3 separate regions of the Mus musculus genome follow, and regions 1 and 2 are each linked to region 3. The links are chromatin contacts, called in public promoter capture Hi-C maps. All regions are on one chromosome and are shown on one strand. The core of a region is the stretch at or near the end of the contact, and the rest is flanking DNA. Distances in the headings are between cores, read along the strand shown. Region 1 holds the start of Acox2 (acyl-Coenzyme A oxidase 2, branched chain). Region 2 holds the start of Pdhb (pyruvate dehydrogenase (lipoamide) beta). Region 3 overlaps Abhd6 (abhydrolase domain containing 6).

Evidence for each region. Promoter capture Hi-C pulls out the DNA fragments that hold promoters and counts their contacts.
Region 1: a contact with region 3 is called in a promoter capture Hi-C map of liver. The contact joins the promoter of Acox2 here to the enhancer-like site in region 3. A contact is called at or near these places in 5 of 39 promoter capture datasets (the C10 cell line, cranial neural crest, liver and 2 more) and 2 of 9 other capture datasets (adipose tissue and liver).
Region 2: a contact with region 3 is called in a promoter capture Hi-C map of liver. The contact joins the promoter of Pdhb here to the enhancer-like site in region 3. A contact is called at or near these places in 9 of 39 promoter capture datasets (the C10 cell line, the HPC-7 cell line, cranial neural crest and 6 more), 5 of 115 datasets of contacts at active chromatin or transcription factors (the SCID.adh cell line, embryonic stem cells and large pre-B cells) and 3 of 9 other capture datasets (adipose tissue, liver and pancreatic islet).

Annotation. Positions count from the first base shown.
Region 1 is chr14:8,257,730-8,260,746 of GRCm38.p6, forward strand. Acox2 (acyl-Coenzyme A oxidase 2, branched chain) reads right to left here and starts at 1,290. Exons shown (of 15, transcript NM_053115.2): 1 at 1,093-1,290.
Region 2 is chr14:8,171,261-8,174,286 of GRCm38.p6, forward strand. It overlaps Pdhb (pyruvate dehydrogenase (lipoamide) beta), which reads right to left and starts at 1,732. Exons shown (of 10, transcript NM_024221.3): 1 at 1,631-1,732; 2 at 1,504-1,557; 3 at 163-270; 4 at 7-69. The coding sequence starts at 1,672.
Region 3 is chr14:8,037,632-8,040,384 of GRCm38.p6, forward strand. Abhd6 (abhydrolase domain containing 6) reads left to right here. Exons shown (of 9, transcript NM_025341.4): 3 at 2,117-2,273. Among named protein-coding and RNA genes, the nearest start is that of Gm41094, 17 kb to the right of the region's middle. Within about 2 kb of position 1,335, at least 72 of the 459 cell types and tissues checked have an H3K27ac peak or open chromatin away from gene starts, as enhancers often do. A contact at or near this core is called in adipose tissue, liver and neural stem cells, where this site is marked.

The sequences.
Region 1 (3,017 bases), core at 40-2,539, 220 kb after region 3:
CTCAGTGAATGAACAACTAGACTCATCCATCCACCTTCTTTGAGTCCCCTTAGCCCTATCTGTTCCTTGCCATCTCCTTGGCCACCACTCTGCCACCTTCCCCTCTTACCTGGCTCAGTGTCTCATCTTTCTTTTCTTGCTTGTCATTGTAACTGTGCAGAAGGGAGTTAGCTTGTAGAAAGGAGTCCTAGCACGCCCACAAACTTGCTTCCCACCAGCTAGCCTGCATGCTTTCCTCCCGACTTCTGCCCCTCTTGTTTCTTCGGGCTGAGGCTCAACTCCCCAGTGTTCCTAGTGAGCTCCAGCTTGCAGAGACCTCACAGTAGCTCAACCCTCCCGACATCAGCATTCCTGTGAGAACTGGCCACCCCTCATGCACTTTGTTCCCAGCACTCAGTGCTAGGGAGGTGGCTCTGTCTCCGTGGTCCCAGAGCCTGGCCGTCAACTTTCCCTGCTGCCTGTCACCTGTTCTCTTTTCCTTCATCCCCTGAGCCTGAGGATACAGTAAGGGTACAGTAAGGACAGGACTGAGGAAGGGGGTACCCTTGTAAGGTCACAGCCCCTGGCAGGCTTCTGAAGAGGGCGTCTGGGGTACTGACAAGAGGCCTGGTGTATACAAGGAGCCCTTTGTCTGCCTGCCTTCCTGTGAGGCTTCCTAGCTGCCTCCTCGTCTTGCCTCTGGCTTCCTCTGTGCCAGACGCCCTTGCCTCCTGGCTGCTCCCCAACTCTCCTGGTCAGCCTTTGCCAGGACTCTGCCTCTGCCTGGACACCCTTTCCTCAGATGTCACCATGACTTCCTCTGTCTTACTCAATGCCAGCCCTCATCGAGGTTCCTTGCACCTCCTTCAACACCCAAGCCCTCAGCCCACATTGCTAATCCCCCCTCTCTCTTAACCTTTTAACAGGTGGGGCAAGTAACTCCTTACATTTTTGTTATTGTGGTCACCAGTTTCCCCCTGTAAACAACTGTAAACAACAAGAGAACCAAGGGCAGAACTGAGAGCCATTAAGGATGCCCGCCACTTTACTGCCATTACCTTTGGTATGTTCTGTCAGTTCTCTGGCTGGCCTGGGACTAAACTCTTGACTCACCTCTGTCCTGGGACAGCGCTGTAGGCTGGGCTGGCTCTTCCCTATAGGCCCAATCTTCAGACTCTTGTCCACACTCCTTTCTCCTCCTCAAAGTGCTGGTATTTACAGACTCTGCCAGAGTATTGCATGAGGCCCTGCTGTTTCCTGCCAGTGTCGTTGGGCAAAGGGTGTATATTGTATCAGGTGCCAGGCAACTCTGGCATGACTCAGCTTCCAGGCTTAAAGGATCCCTCTGAGGGGTGTGTCCTGTGTCCAGGTGGTGTTTCCACTGTGAAATTCTGGACCCGTCCTGCCACCAAGGAGGCAAGCTAGTCACATCACAGTGAGCTGAAAGGAGTATCCCTCTCCCCTGCTTCTGCTCTGACGGTGGTCTTGTCTGTGCCGTGCTTCTCACCAGTGTCCCCACAGCCCCCAGCCTCTCACCCCCAGCCCAGGCTCCTGAGGAGTGCAGTATGTTATGAAGGATCCTGAGAACTTGGTCTCCACACGTGAGGCACACTGGGACCTTCCTTTGTATCCAGCCTTTGCCCTGGGAGGTAGGATGAATTCTTCATGGTGTCAGTGAAGAACCAGTGCCAAAGTTGTGCAATAAGTAAACCACCCACCTGGAATTTGAACTAGGTCTCAGGTCACAAAGATGAACTCTTACTCCATATGTACACTACTCATTTGTACAATGTTGGGAGAGAAGTCACAGGCCTCTTACAGTACTTCCAAATCTTCATGATTCCAGTGTTTTCTTCTCTGGGGCTTTGTCCATCCTCCCCACGTGTGCTAATATGTGTGTATATAGTGCATACTCAGTGTGTGTATATGTGTGTGTGTGTGTGTGTGTGCATGCATGCACGAGCATGAGCACACCAAGGGACCTCACGGCTCCCCATGATCCCCAAGACACTATCCAGTTTGCTCTGCAGGAAGATGCAGTTCCCTGTGAGAGGTTGTGCTCTGACATCCTCAAGTGCACCATGGCACAGACTAGCTGATGACTTTACTCCTCTCTCCTTCTCCCTCTCTCTCCCTCCCTTCTCCCTCCCTTTCTCTCACATACATACATACATACATACATACATACATAATAAAGGTGACCCTGACCTCGCTGTTTGGAGATGGTCATCTGGCCTCTCTAAACATTTGTGCCATCATCGATCATGGGAAGTTACTTAATTTCTCTCCATTTGTATTTCCATATTTTAAAAAATATTTAGACAGAGAGAGTGAGAGAAAGAGAAGAGGGGAGGGCATGTGTATACAAATATGAATGTGCCAAAGTATGCTTGTGAATGTCAGCTGTTGTGGGAGTTGATTCTTTTCTTCTACCATGAGGGTCCTAGGGATTGGACACAGGCTGTCATGGTTGGCTATGCACTCTACTCACTGAACAATCTCCCTGACTCTCTCACGTTTGGTTTCACACAGGGTTTCACTGTGAAGTCCTTGCTGGTCTGGAACTTAGTATGTAGATCAAATAGTCCAAAACTTATGGTAATCCCCGTGGCTCTGCCTGCTGGGTGCTGGGACTAGAGACTACAATAAAGAACTGGCAGTTTATAAGCTCTCTGTTAACAAGTGCTTTCGTCATCAGCTTTGGATCAATGAGTGTCGCAGGATGTCATTAGGAGTTATTTTATTGCTACATTCCTTTAGCAGGACAGTAAGATTTGGTTGACCCTAGGTCTATCTAGTGTCAGTCTTGGTCACAAGCCATGTTGGGTATGAGTTCCATCTTACGGCATGGACCTTAAATCAGGTCTTTGTTTGTTACACCCACAAGCTTTGTGCCACTAATTCACTAGCCTATCTTGCAGGCAGGTCACTCTTGTAGAGAGAAGGGTTTGCTGGTGTATATCCTTCTCCTTTGGTAGCATGCAGAGTACCTTCCAGTACTTCAAATACTACATCCCAGAGGTGGGGGCATGTGTCCA
Region 2 (3,026 bases), core at 482-2,981, 130 kb after region 3:
GTGCACCTCTGAGATGGGGGTGTCGATGATCCTCTTGTCACCGTATTTCTTCCACAGGCCTCTGCTAACCTACAATTAAGATTTAACCACATCACTTCCAAGTGGTTGTCAGGGCAAATGGCTACTTTTAAATTTTACATAAAGTTTATCTATTTCAGTTACCTTGTATGCACCGTCATACTGGGCAACTTCTTCCCCAAGCAGAAAAACTTTTTCATCTCTTTCTAGTTCTTCATCCATACCTTGATTAATAGCTTCACGAACTGTCAACTGTCACAAGTATATAAACAGAAAACATGCTACAGGATTATTCAGGAGACTATGGAAACCCCCTTCCTTATACTTACCTACACTGCCCACAACATAACACATAAATTTAACACTCATGCAGGCAGCCCACATTCCAAGAATCTGAGGAGGCAAGGTGGCCAAGCCTGCTGAGTTTCATCTCCAGTTTCCTACATGGCGGAAGGAGGAAACGGATCCCCTGCACATTGACCACAATGTGCATGCTCACACACATAGAACGTAACAAGTACCACTTATGCCAACTAATCTTCACTAGGCGTCAGTGACAAGCTTACAGAACACTTCTGCTCTACTGCTTCATATGCACGGGCAAGAAAACTGAGCGATTGCTAAACCAGCTCCCAGGCAGTTTCCTACGGAGGAAGCATGCCAGGCTGTTTTACCAATACACTTGAAGTACTAAGACTTAGAGAACTAGCAAGGAAGGTCTAACTATGGATACTAACTACGACTAAGTATTAAGCGTTCACTAGTGCACAACACTTGACATCCACAATGCAGGTGCTGCTATGCTACTACAGTAATGTAGACTGATAAAATCCTTCTAGATATATATATGCCAAAAAAAGCATGTATCTGCAAGCCAATGTTCTCAGCACCGTAACAAATTCAAAAGATAGAAACAAACCACCCTTAAATGAATGTATAAATAAAACGTACAAAGGATATGATTCAACGTTCCAAAGGAACAAATTCTGATGAATGTATTCTACAATGTGGATGAACCTTTTTAAATAAGCCAGACACAAAAGAACAAAAGATTCAACTTATATGACGCTCTAAAACAAGAACTCAAAAAGAGCCAGAAAAGTACAATACAACAGCGGCCGAAAGAGTGTGAATTATTATCGTGTAAAGTTCTGGAAGTTGACAGTGTAGACCGTGAATTCATTCGATGCCACATTTGAACACATAAGATTTCAAAGCTACATTTTACCACAACTCCAGGGTGGGGATTAAAAGTCAGGAAAGCAGGTGGTTGTCTGTTCGACTGCCACCGGCCTCGAAGGGATGGTTACCAATATGAATGGCACCGGGCGAGGACAGAGGCAGCGCGAATCATCCGCAGGACGCGGCCGCTGTCAGGGTCCAAGATGCCACCTGGCCCTGGGGCAGACACGACCCCGATCTCTCAGGCCTGCTCCCGGGCCCCAGGGCTCCCTCCCGGCCTTGCCCGACGTCGGGACCGGTTACCTGCACCGCTGCGGGCGCCGAGCGGTGAAAACGCCTCTTCAGCAGCCCGGAAGCCTGGAAGGGAGAGAAAAAAGGGTTCAGAAAGGGCACAGGGCCTACAGTGGACGCGCTAGGGGCCGCTACCTACCTGCCGCAAGGGTCCCCGCACCAGACCAGCCACCACCGCCATCTTGCCCGTGTCCTCTACTAGCTGCCGAATGACAACACAGAAGCGCCGCAGAGCCCGTCTGACGCAGCCAATAGTAGGGCGTGACACCTTTACGTCCCACCTCTGTTCGGCAAAGCCAATAGAATGGTAACTGAGAGTCCCGTCTTCCTGAGGAAGCCAATAGCAAGGCGCTATTTCATAGGCCCCGCCCCCAGGCTTTGGCAGAGCGCGCCCTCTGGGCCCCGCCTCTGCATGCGTAGCCAACGGCTAGTTTCGACGCCTGCGAGCCCCGCCCACCTAGCGAGTCGCGGTCCAGCAGAGGTGACGTGAGGCTGCTGTTCCTCTCTGACCCGGTGCACTGGAGATAACTTTGCAGACCGCTTGCAGAGGCTGTCATGCACCTAACACGCCCTACACTCAGACTTGACTGCTGACTGCTCACGTGCTGGGACTGAGTCAGTGCAGCCTGATCCGACCGAGGCTGCTAGGACCGTAAAGCCACCCCTTTGCGGGCACTGAAGGACTTTGAGCAACGTGTGAATCTTGCACACACAACAGTGGAGGGTGAACCTACCATTATATGAAGGGCGCTGTAAATTGAATGTGAACAATAGCTTTCATGTAGGCACTAAGCGTCCACTGTGTGCCAAGTACTGTGATGTGTGCTTGATAAGTGCTTTTAGGTGGTTTCTGTTTGTATTATCTCCATCCAGGCGAGAAGAGGTGAGGAGGTTGTTCTGATCTTGCTGAATTTAGATGGCATACCGGGACTGGAGAAGCCTGAAACATAGCTTTAGCAGGACAAGAGACAGTTGAGAATAGATACTTAGATGTGGCCTTTATATTCTGCATTCAGTCTCATCGACTGTAAAAGGACACTGAGGTATGGGATCACCTCCTTCCAAACCTCCCTCATTGCTGCCATCAGGTGGTCACCATGTGAGATATATCAAATATGAGTCTTTCTTTTTTTTTTTTTTTTTTTTTAAGATTTATTTATTATTATATGTAAGTACACTGTAGCTGTCTTCAGATATACCAGAAGAGGGCATCAGATCTCGTTACGGATGGTTATGAGCCACCATGTGGTTGCTGGGATTTGAACTCTGGACCTTTGGAAGAGCAGTCGGGTGCTCTTACCCACTGAGCCATCTCACCAGCCCCAATATGAGTCTTTCTATCAAAAATTATATAAACTTGTGTTTGGGACAAGGACTTCAAATCCCCTCTCCTGCCTTGAAAAACTTTAATGTAAGTGGTTTTGGTTTTTGTTTTTCCTCACAAGGAAGTGTTTTTATGTGTAGTCCTGGGTGTCTTGGAACTCTCTCTGTAGACTAGGCTGGCCTTGAATTTACAGAGATCCACCTGCTACTGC
Region 3 (2,753 bases), core at 85-2,584:
CTAAGTCTATGCCTGCATTATTCCTGGCTTTGATTCAGCATACCTGCATATTGCATAAGGGCAGGTAGAGAGGGGCTGGGAAGTTTTCTCTCCCAAGTTCTACCCAAAACTAAATCAATCAAATTTCTTTTTTTCCCCCTTGCTTCCTGAGTGTTGTTGTTGCTGTTGTTTGTTTGTTTTTTTAGGATGGCTAGCAAGGGAGCAAAGAGTCCAAAGGTGTAAAAGGACGTACTTTATTGCACGTTAATATCGTAATTAGCAGTGAACTTCACTATGTTTTCTGTTTTACATTAATCTCTCTTCTGTCCGGAGTTATCCTTTCATTTATTTTGCCCAGTGTTGAATTAAGTTTTTAGCATGGCTTATGTTAGTGTGTAAGCTTTTTATGAGGATATCAATCCTGGCTGAGGGTGCAGCTCAGTGGTACAGTGCTTACTTAGCCTGTGTTGAGTGAGCTGAGTTTGTCCCTAGAGAAGTGGAGATGTCAACAAACTGTGATGATAATATTTGTTTCAAGTATTGCCTCTAAGTTTTCCCTTTAATCTTAGCAGATGAGTATTTGGAAAGATACGTTTTAAATATAATGCTAATTAGTATTTATCAAATGTCACCATGTACTGGGTTTTGAACAAAAGTTGTGTGGATTGGGGTTGAAGAGATTGCTCGGTGGTTAAGGCTGCTTCCTGTTCTTCCTGAAGACCGGAGCTCAGTCCCCAGCCCCCGGCTCAGGGAGCCCACAGGGCAGCCACAGCTGCTGCCAGTATACGTATTAAAAGTGCTGCACTCACATACACATACACACATTCAGACACTAAGCCACACACATTCATATGCAAGGCACACACATGATAATAACAATAATAAACACTTTTCATGTGGGTAGTCCATTTACTCTTGGCTATAACCTTTGTGCAATGCAGTATTTACCCCTATATTGTCAATGAAGAACTGTATGTTCCAGGTCACGTAATCAGGTTGGTCTGTGAATGAACATACAAACCCATGGTACACAGCCATTACTTAGAGTACTGAAATATGCCTGCTTCTCCCTATGAAAAGCCTTAGGCTAGCCAATTTTACTACTGTTTTAATGTAGTCATTGCAAAAGGATCAAAAGAAATCCAGTTATTACCCCTGCCCATCTGTCCCCTGCTTCTCACTCATTCTCTGTCTTCAGCCCAGCACTTGACAGTGCCTGTGTACCCACGATTTCTGTCTGTAGATACAAGGAAGCATGAATATGTACTTAAACTTCTCTCCCCCCCCCCCATATCACACAAAATATTAGGACACTTTTGATGACTTGATTTTGCAAGACTTGGCAGCTGCTATAGTGTAGTCAGTCTATTACAGCTGCTATAGTGTAGAGCCAGTCTATGATGTAGAATCAGCCTATTACAGCTGCTACAGTGTAGAGTCAGTCTATTACAAAGGAGATATCTGGATGATTTAATTATCTTTCATTTTTGAAGAGATTTTTCATGCTGAAAGTTCAATTTGTTTCAATGGAAATTTCGTATTGAAATGGACTTGAGTCCAAATTGCAGCCTTGCCAGGCTTATGTAACCCACAGAAGCTGAGCCCTCAACCGCTGCCATGTGCGGAATAAAGCCAGAGGGCTCAGTTTGTGCCAGTCCTGAGCAGTGAGTCAGCTGAAGCCTCGAGAGCTGTCTAATGAAAGGTCATCGTGTGTGCTGTGCTCTGCTGGCTGGCTTGCCTGCTTGTTTGCTTTTATTTTTCATTCAAATGCTAGGCCTTCTAATTTTTCCTTTTCTTTACTACCATTTCTTAGTTGGACACGGTAACCAGTCTCATGATGACATTCCCATGCATGTGTGTAACGTATATTGCTCCTGTTGCTCTCTGCTGTCTGTGCATTGTTACACACACACACACACACACACACACACACACACACACACACACCCTGCTGATCCCCTTTTTTCCAAACACATGTGTGACATACTTCTCTTCTTAGTGCCCCTGGAGGGTAAAGGACAAGAGCTGGAATAAGCATCTGTCTCATCTCCAAGTAGGATCTCTAGAGAGGACCAGTGTCCCTCTGAAAGCCATGTCCCCTGAGCATGCACTTGTGTCTTGCCTTTCTTGACCCTAGGTACTGGCGGAGGACACTGGGCATGCAAGTTCGCTACGCACACCATGAGGACTATCAGTTCTGTTACTCCTTCCGGGGCAGGCCAGGACACAAGCCATCCATCCTTATGCTCCATGGATTCTCCGCACACAAGGACATGTGGCTCAGCGTGGTCAAGGTACACTTCAGACTCTTCTGCCTTAAAGGGAGATGGGTGGGAACACGGTTCAAGTTAAGTCTTAAAATTAACAAAGTATATTATTCAGACCCTTGTATGTGTCACAGAACTAATTTGTTAAAAAACAAAAAACAAACCTGTGTCTCTGGAATCTTCTCACTGTGTGGATATTTTTAGGCAGCGGTAAGGGTGGGAGTGAGCTAACATAGCTCACTCACCTCAGATCCGCTGTGACGCTTGAGGCTGGGTTTTTTCCAAAAGTGTTCTTTTTTTTTTTTTAATTCTACATTTCCTCTCTCCTTTTCCTGTCTATCCCCAAACCCCTCTGCCTACTGTCGTTTGTTCTTTTTTCTTTTCCTTAATCATTTAGAGAAATGATCTAGATCTAGCAGCTTTTCAGAATCCCTTCCCAAGTCACTTTTTGTGCAGTTGACTTGTGTGGCCTCTGTCTGTCCTTTGGAGAGTGACCAGCTGGTGGGG